Regions from separate parts of the Arabidopsis thaliana genome. Here region 1 is linked to region 2. Evidence: chromatin contacts called from public capture Hi-C data. All regions are on one chromosome and are shown on one strand. Each heading gives the region's core, a stretch centred on a gene start, on an enhancer-like site or on the middle of the called end of the contact. The rest is flanking DNA. Distances are from core to core; before and after follow the strand shown. Region 1 holds the start of AT3G47630 (translocator assembly/maintenance protein). Region 2 holds the start of AT3G47580 (Leucine-rich repeat protein kinase family protein).

Evidence for each region. Capture Hi-C pulls out chosen DNA fragments and counts their contacts.
Region 1: a contact with region 2 is called in a capture Hi-C map of seedling, with 3 times the contacts expected there. The contact joins the promoter of AT3G47630 here to the promoter of AT3G47580 in region 2. A contact is called at or near these places in 19 of 26 Hi-C or Micro-C datasets (callus, cotyledon, flower and 5 more), 2 of 2 datasets of contacts at active chromatin or transcription factors (seedling and shoot) and 1 of 3 other capture datasets (seedling).

The regions. Positions count from the first base shown.
Region 1 is chr3:17,564,403-17,567,980 of TAIR10.1, reverse strand. AT3G47630 (translocator assembly/maintenance protein) reads left to right here and starts at 2,296. Exons shown (of 11, transcript NM_001339323.1): 1 at 2,296-2,559; 2 at 2,777-2,926; 3 at 3,022-3,078; 4 at 3,176-3,238; 5 at 3,333-3,401; 6 at 3,567-3,578. The coding sequence starts at 2,819. It overlaps PYE (basic helix-loop-helix (bHLH) DNA-binding superfamily protein), which reads right to left and starts at 855. Exons shown (of 6, transcript NM_001203101.1): 1 at 779-855; 2 at 104-135.
Region 2 is chr3:17,530,276-17,534,138 of TAIR10.1, reverse strand. It overlaps AT3G47580 (Leucine-rich repeat protein kinase family protein), which reads right to left and starts at 1,527. Exons shown (of 2, transcript NM_114626.3): 1 at 1-1,527. The coding sequence starts at 1,452. AT3G07785 (a long non-coding RNA gene) reads left to right here. Exons shown (of 1, transcript NR_141353.1): 1 at 1-1,393. AT3G47570 (Leucine-rich repeat protein kinase family protein) reads right to left here. Exons shown (of 2, transcript NM_114625.3): 1 at 3,858-3,863; 2 at 3,098-3,752. The coding sequence ends at 3,391.

The DNA of each region.
Region 1 (3,578 bases), core at 1,047-3,546, 33 kb before region 2:
TAAGATGATTAATCAAAAAGAACAGTGATCTTAATGAATCTAACAAATCATTCATCTTTATAATCAATCAATCACTCCTAATGTCAAATAAACACAAACGCACCAAGAAACATAGGAGCAGAAAAAAAAAAAAAACTTTCGTGTGATTTTTGATTCCTCAAAAACTGAAGCAAGTGTTTTAGATTCTGTCTTTATTACCCATATTCTTGTCAAATCAAATAGTGAAGAATAATTCTCAAAAATTACGGCTAAGTTCTCAACACAACAGATTCAGAGAAAAGAACTACCTTTCTTTCTCCGGTGAGAATCTCGTCGGAAACTGTAGACGATTAGGATTCGAAACGAGTAGAAGAAATAATAAGAGAATCTGAGAAAATGAAGAGTGAAATTGTTTTTTTTGGAGGAAGAAGGTCCGAAGTTGAGGAGGGCGTGTGGAGGCGCGTGGAGAGCACAGAAGAAGGTGGTGCGTTTAAGTGGACACGTGAGTTCGACATGTGCCTTTCTCTTTTTTACTTTTGTCTTCTTCTCTTACGTTGCGTGCCACTAAAGCTCATCTCTCATGGACACGTCATCGTATCTTTAATTAATAAAATAATAATATTAATCGAGTGGAAGAGTGGTTTAAATCGGGTAAAGTTCTATTAATGGAAATGTTTGTTGAGTGTAAATAACATTGTATTTTCTACAGATTAATCGGGTAAAAAGTTGTACTATCTGTTTAAGAATTTTATCGAGTAGATGAAAAGTAACATTTTCACAAAAATATACCGTAGAACACCAAAAAAAAAAAACAGGGGCATGTGGGGTCAACGTGAAGGATAATAAAGGCATGGAAACGCGCCGTCGAGAGCTGATGACGTGTCTGTCGTGTGTTTCCCACAAACTCTATTTATTGACGGTATGATGATTAGTATACACATTTTTAATGGCATAGTCAAATTCAGTGGGTGAGGAAAAATTGAAGATAGGAAATTAAAAAGAAATAACGAAATTATATTAATCTGCCTATTCCTCTTCTCCTTCATTTTGAATTCAAAAACCGAAATACTATATATAGTTTTGCGGTTCGAATGATGACTGTATTTTGTGATACGGAAAAAGTATGGGACGGTTCAAATAATAACAAAAATACATAGATATATATGTATATATAGAGATTTTTTATACTGTTACAGTTACGGTACGGTTTTGGGGGCGGTCTATGTCACCATTCATACACTGTGATTAAGAAACATACAAAAGGCGTTTTCTTGTTTTTTTATTAAAACTACAATACAGTTACCAATCAATACTTTTAACAAATTTGCGTTTTTCGAAAAAAAAAAGAAAAAAGTTTGCAATTTTGTCCTAAAAACAATACACTGGAATGCTTTTCAAAAGAAGAAAAATCATTTACCTAGTGTTTTTGCTCAAAACCGCATTCCAACAAAAAAATCGTTCATTACTCCATTACTTAAGCAAATTGTTATGTCCTACGTCCCAACCAAAAGTTTCTCAGCCTTTGCCTCTTCCATACACACATCCCTCGTTTATTACTCCATTACTTAAGCAAATTTTAATTTTTTTTCCATTAGCTTCCCCATTTAAATATATGTACAAAAAAAGAGAGTATATGTGTGCATCAGAATCACTAGTTACCTAGTGCATAAAAGAAAAAAATATACGTAGGACATAACAATTTGCTTAACTAATGGACTTTAATATATATATATATATATATATATATATATATATATATATGCAATAATTATAGTTTTATTCTTTTTATTTAATTAAAATCTAAGAAAATGTAATTACAAGAAATAGAAATATCATAATACTTATAGAAATTTTGACAATTATTATCCACTATAAGCTTATATAAGTTCTATAATCAATTTACTAGTAAAAAATTATGATTTTTTTTTCAATTTTTTATGATGAAACTATTCAACGAATTTAATAATATGTATGTTAAACTTTAAAAATGTATATTTTGATTTATTTATGTATTAATAATTTATAAATATATGTTATTGCTTATTTATTAACACAAAAATAATAATTAATTATTAATATATATATATATATATAATTTATAATCCGCACCGCAAATAATTTTTTCATCAATCAAACATTATTCTGTACCGCTTATTTTGTACAAACCATATTTGTCCCGCAAATATATTTTTCTCGCACGTACCGTAATTGAACTGTACTGCAATGTTATACCACTTTTCTCACATATTAAAAACCGAGGTTACCATTCGGACCATAATATATTTTTTCATCAATTGTTTGCATTATAAAAAGAAAAAAAAAAAGAAGAACAAATCGGAGGGTTCAGATTTCAGAAACAAAATACCGAACCGCTAGGTCGTTGGTTTTGCCGGTTCGTTTGCACCGGGATTTTAGAGCTAGACAGGGACCAAATAATTAAGCGGATCGTGGGTATTACCGGTCCGGGTCCGGAAAAACATCTGTTAGAAACTAATCTCGTTTGGCCCAAACCCAAAAAAGCTAGCTTCACGGCGTTTGTTGTTCTTCCTCGCTCTTCGCCGCCTTCACTCGCAGTCGCAGGTAAGCTTCTTCAATTCCCCTCTTAAATCAACTAACGCTTCCTAATTCCTCCTCTGGCTTCGTTCCTCTCCTTTTTTCCAAGGTTTGTGTCAATCTGAAATCAAAATGATCAAATGATCATGAACTTAATTGTAGAAACTTTAATTAGATTACTCGAAATCAAATTTGACCAATCTATCAGAAGCAACCTTTTTATTACGTTTCTTCATCTGAATAGGTCTGCCCAGTTGAATACATTACAAGGGTTATTTTTGTCTGAATGGAAACTACTCAAAAAGATGAGCTTTCGAGCTTCTTAAGTGTTCTTCCTCCTGTGGATTTCTGTTGTGTTTATGGTTCAACATTGCACCCAAATAACCAAGATAAGGTCTTTTTTTTTTTTATCTTCTCATGAAAACTCTCTGTGATGATCTTTCCTGTTTGCTAATTGACTGTAAAAATGTGACCTTTGCTTTTGTGCAGTCTAAGATGGTGGACTATATCCTTGGAGTCTCTGATCCTATAAAATGGCATTCTGCGGTGAGCATTATTATCTCTTTTGATTATAATTGTTAGACCAGGAGCTATTTAAAAGCTCACGGTTCCTAATTAGTATTTTTCTTTTGTATGACACAAGAATCTGAAAATGAATTCAGATCACTATGCTTCATGGATGGTTCACCTTGGTGGAGCTAGGCTGGTATATATTTACTCTCTATATACCATATTCTTGCATTGCTTATACGGGCTTAATCAAATACTGAACTCACAGTTTCTCTTTAATTTGAGAATAGATTACAAATGTTGCCGATAAAGTAGGAGTTGGAGTTCACTTCAATCCGTTTGTCAACTGGAACGACAGGGTAAGAAATTTCCCAAAACTGTAGAGTTGTTTAAAACCTAATGAACAATCTAAGTTTGTTAATTATATTTTCATATGTTTTCATTCTGCTCAGGATGATAGCATTGTATGTAATCTTAAGCCATCTTTCTTGCATGATTTACCTTCTTTGTGAAGCTATTTGCAGAAGCTCAAGTAT
Region 2 (3,863 bases), core at 278-2,777:
AAGGGTTGGGATTTGCATAATTTCCTTCGGTATAGTCCCATTCAACTTGTTATACCCAATGCGTAAATCAAGCATGTGACTACACTTCCCGAGACTCGGAGGAACAATTCCCTCAAAACTATTGTTGGACAAATATAGTATTTCTAATTGAGTTAGGTTGCCTATAAAAGATGGAATCTCTCCTGACATCCTATTTGAATATAGACTTAATAACCCCAATCTTAGAAGCTTTCCCAAAGAAGTTGGGAGTGGTCCGGTCAACATATTTTTTCCCAACTGAAGTCTTTGTAGGCCTATGAGATTCCCAATATCTTGAGGAATGCTTCCAAAAAAGTGGTTTCCTATAAGGTTTAAACTGATGAGTTCTGTGGACATATTGGCAATGGATGTAGGCAAGGCACCCCCAAGCCTAGTGTAACCAACACTTAAGAGTTGCAAATGGGTGCAATTAGTCAAAGAATCAATAAATTCAAGATCTCCAAAAGTGTAACTTCCTAGAGGATTCTCACTAAGATCTAGGTATTGCAAACTCGGTACTTTTCCAAAGTTCGGATATATACCTCCTGTCATCATGTTTTTGTTGATTCCAAACTTTTGTAGAGTTGAAATATTGGAAAGTGTTGTTGGAATGGCTCCCACTAGATCATTTTCTCCCAGATTTAACTCACGAATGTTTGGTAGCAGATTACCAAAATCAGGCTTTAGGCTACCCGAGAAGCCACTACCAAAGAGGAATAAGTCCTCAAGTGCGGACAAATTGTAGATGGCGGGAGGAAAAACGCCAAAGAATTTGTTCATTGATAACCCAAGACCCACCATTTGACTCAGTCTAGCTAATTCATCTGGAACTTCTCCTTCTATATTGTTATCTGTGAAGCCAAGCGATTTTAAAGAGGTCAAGTTTCCTAGAGATCTAGGGAGCTTGCCTTTCAGGTTGTTTCGACCAAGATCTAAAATAACGAGTTTCGTCAATGACCCTAGTTCAGAAGGAACACCTTGTCTAAGAGGATTTGAATATAAATCAAGGTTCAACAATCTAGAGCAGTTAGATAGAGTGGCTGGAATCCCTCCCTCTAGAGAATTGAAGGCCATATACAAGTGTTCAAGTCTAAACAAGTTTCCCACCTCTCGAGGGATGATACCCCCAAAAGCGTTATCAGACAGATCAAGTGATATGAGAAACGATACATTACCGATAGATGGTGATACTATCCCGCCCAACTGTAATCCCCCGAGGTTCAAATGAGTAACTCTCTTGTGTTTACGACCACATGTAACCCACTTCCAGTTGCATAGAGGGAATGAGTTATTCCATGAGGATAAGACATCTCTTTTGCCTTCAGAAACTTGAGACTTGAACTCCAACAATGCTTGCCTATCAGTTTCATCGGTAAACCCATCTGCTCCCAGTAACAAATGAGCACTGAAAGAAAGTAAAAGAAATAGTTTCATCCTTCTCAAAGTTTATTTTTATATTTTGAATGTTTTTGTGCTTATCAACTTTGCAGGAAACTGATTTAAAAGGGGACGAAGCAATTGCAAATCCTTTCATTACGTATTGTGGTGATAATAAATTGGCTCACAACCACACAGAATACGACACGTATTATTGCCGTCTAAGTCAACAAATCAACTTTGTTAAAAGATGACACTAGTCATTACTGTTTACAACTTATGTCACTTGTATATTTATTTTCACGCACCTTGGGTTTAAGAAATCCACCAACTGACGACAGGTTTCATTTGTTATTATTGCAAAGCCAAAATAGTTTAGTCGCAAATGTTAATAGGGGTTAACCCATCCCATTTAAAATCTATCCTATTTACTCTAAATCATTTAACTCTTTTTAATTTTATATTTCATTTATCTTTTCTATTTAAATTATCATTAATCTATTTAAACCCATTTAGATCTATATCTATATAATATAATCAATAATTATTTTACAGATTTTTATGGGTGAATATTCTTTTGGCAAAGAAAAATTTAGCTAGAAAATACGGGTTTAAGGTTTTTGCGAGAAAATATTGGTTTACAGTTTTTGGTGAGAAAACATCGGTTTACGGTTTTGGCGGGAAAATACGATTTTCAATTTTGTCGGAAAACACTTTTTGTAATTTTGGCAGGAAAACATTTTTTGTGATTTTGGGGAGAAAACGTGGTTTTACGGTATGGCGGAAAAACGTCGGCATACGATTTTGGCGGGAAAACATGATTTTCAGTTTTGGTTGAAAACACTTTTTGTGATTTTTGCAGAAAAACATTTTTGGTGATTTTGGTAGGAAACGTAGTTTTACGGTTTTGGCGGGAAAACGTGGTTTTACGGTTTTGGTAGAAAAACGTCGGTTTACGGTTTTGGCGGGAAAACATGATTTTCAATTTTTGCGGAAAACACTTTTTGTGGTTTTGACGGGAAAACGTGGTATTACGATTTTGACGGGAAAACATTGGTTTACGGTTTTAGTGGAAAATGGAGCTTTGCAGTTTAAAAACAAATATTTAAACCAAAAAGTGAAGTTAAATAGAATAATTTATTAATTTAATTTTAATGTATAAACATATTACCATTTTCAATAAGAATAAATAATATAAAAGAAAAATAAATAGGTTTAATTGGATACCCCATATGTTTAGTTGTAAAACTACATTTAATAAATATGTTTAGTTGGGCTAACCTATTTAACCCCATTTAACTTTTTTTCTTAATGAAATTAAATGGATCAATTTCTCTTACACATACCCATTAATTAAATAGGGTTTGCATACCTAAATTAACATCTAGTTGCAACAAAATAGTAAAATTTCAAAGAGAAAAATTAAAAGTACAGTAAACGAAGATTATTCTTGTAATATCCACCAGTGTTACGAATAGTTGCTCACAATTTTGTTTTGTTATGGGTAACATACCCTATAATCCGGTTAACGATTTTTTGTAAGCTAAAACGTATCGTAATGTCGTGATCACTGTGCCAACAAAAGTCAATTTTATGCTAGAAATGTTGACGTCGATCTCATTTCATGATCTGACCGGCATTAGATGTATTTTCTCCATATCCCACTTGTGGGACTTTTAGTAAACGCAATTACCAAGACGACAAGGCTTACTTACTTATCGTTGAACATCGATCTATTGCTCCATGTTCAGAACTTTACATTACCAAAACAAAGAGAATCCAAATAAAATTGGGAACAATGTGGATTTGCAACTATAAAGCTACGTTGTCTCCATATAAAATTGGTACCACAACATTCATACATTTTTATTAATTAACACAAGCATTTCATTAGCAATATTCTACAAGCATTCTTAGACAAAACCCCAATTTATGAAATAAGATATTATAAGCCTTTTTATTGGGTTGCAAAGTTTGTAGACAAAACCAAACACTTCAACGCCAAGTCGTTCTACTGGCTTTAAAGAACCTCTCTCTGATTGAGATCAACTCCTTGACGACTATACTCGTTGCCAACCGGTTCATCGGAGATTCTTCACAACACCTAAGGCCCACCTCAAAAACCATTGTCAAGCACTCAACAACAGGGAAACCGACTCTGAGACCAATGTGAAGAATTGATTCGTCTACAATGTCCAATATTCTTTCCGGCAATGCCGACTTAGTGTAGCTGTTCAGGGTAAAGTTTCCTCCAAATAGCTCATTGGTTGGTCTTTTTCCAGTGAACATTTCTAAAAGGAGAATCCCAAAACTATATACATCACCATTTATAGATGGCTGTCCTCCCACTCCATACTCTGCACCATATTTCATAGAAACAATGTTAAGAAGACTGTAATGATAAAAAGAAAGGATAGATACTAATTTTCTTCATATAATGCTACAGATGTGTGATAGTATACCTGGTG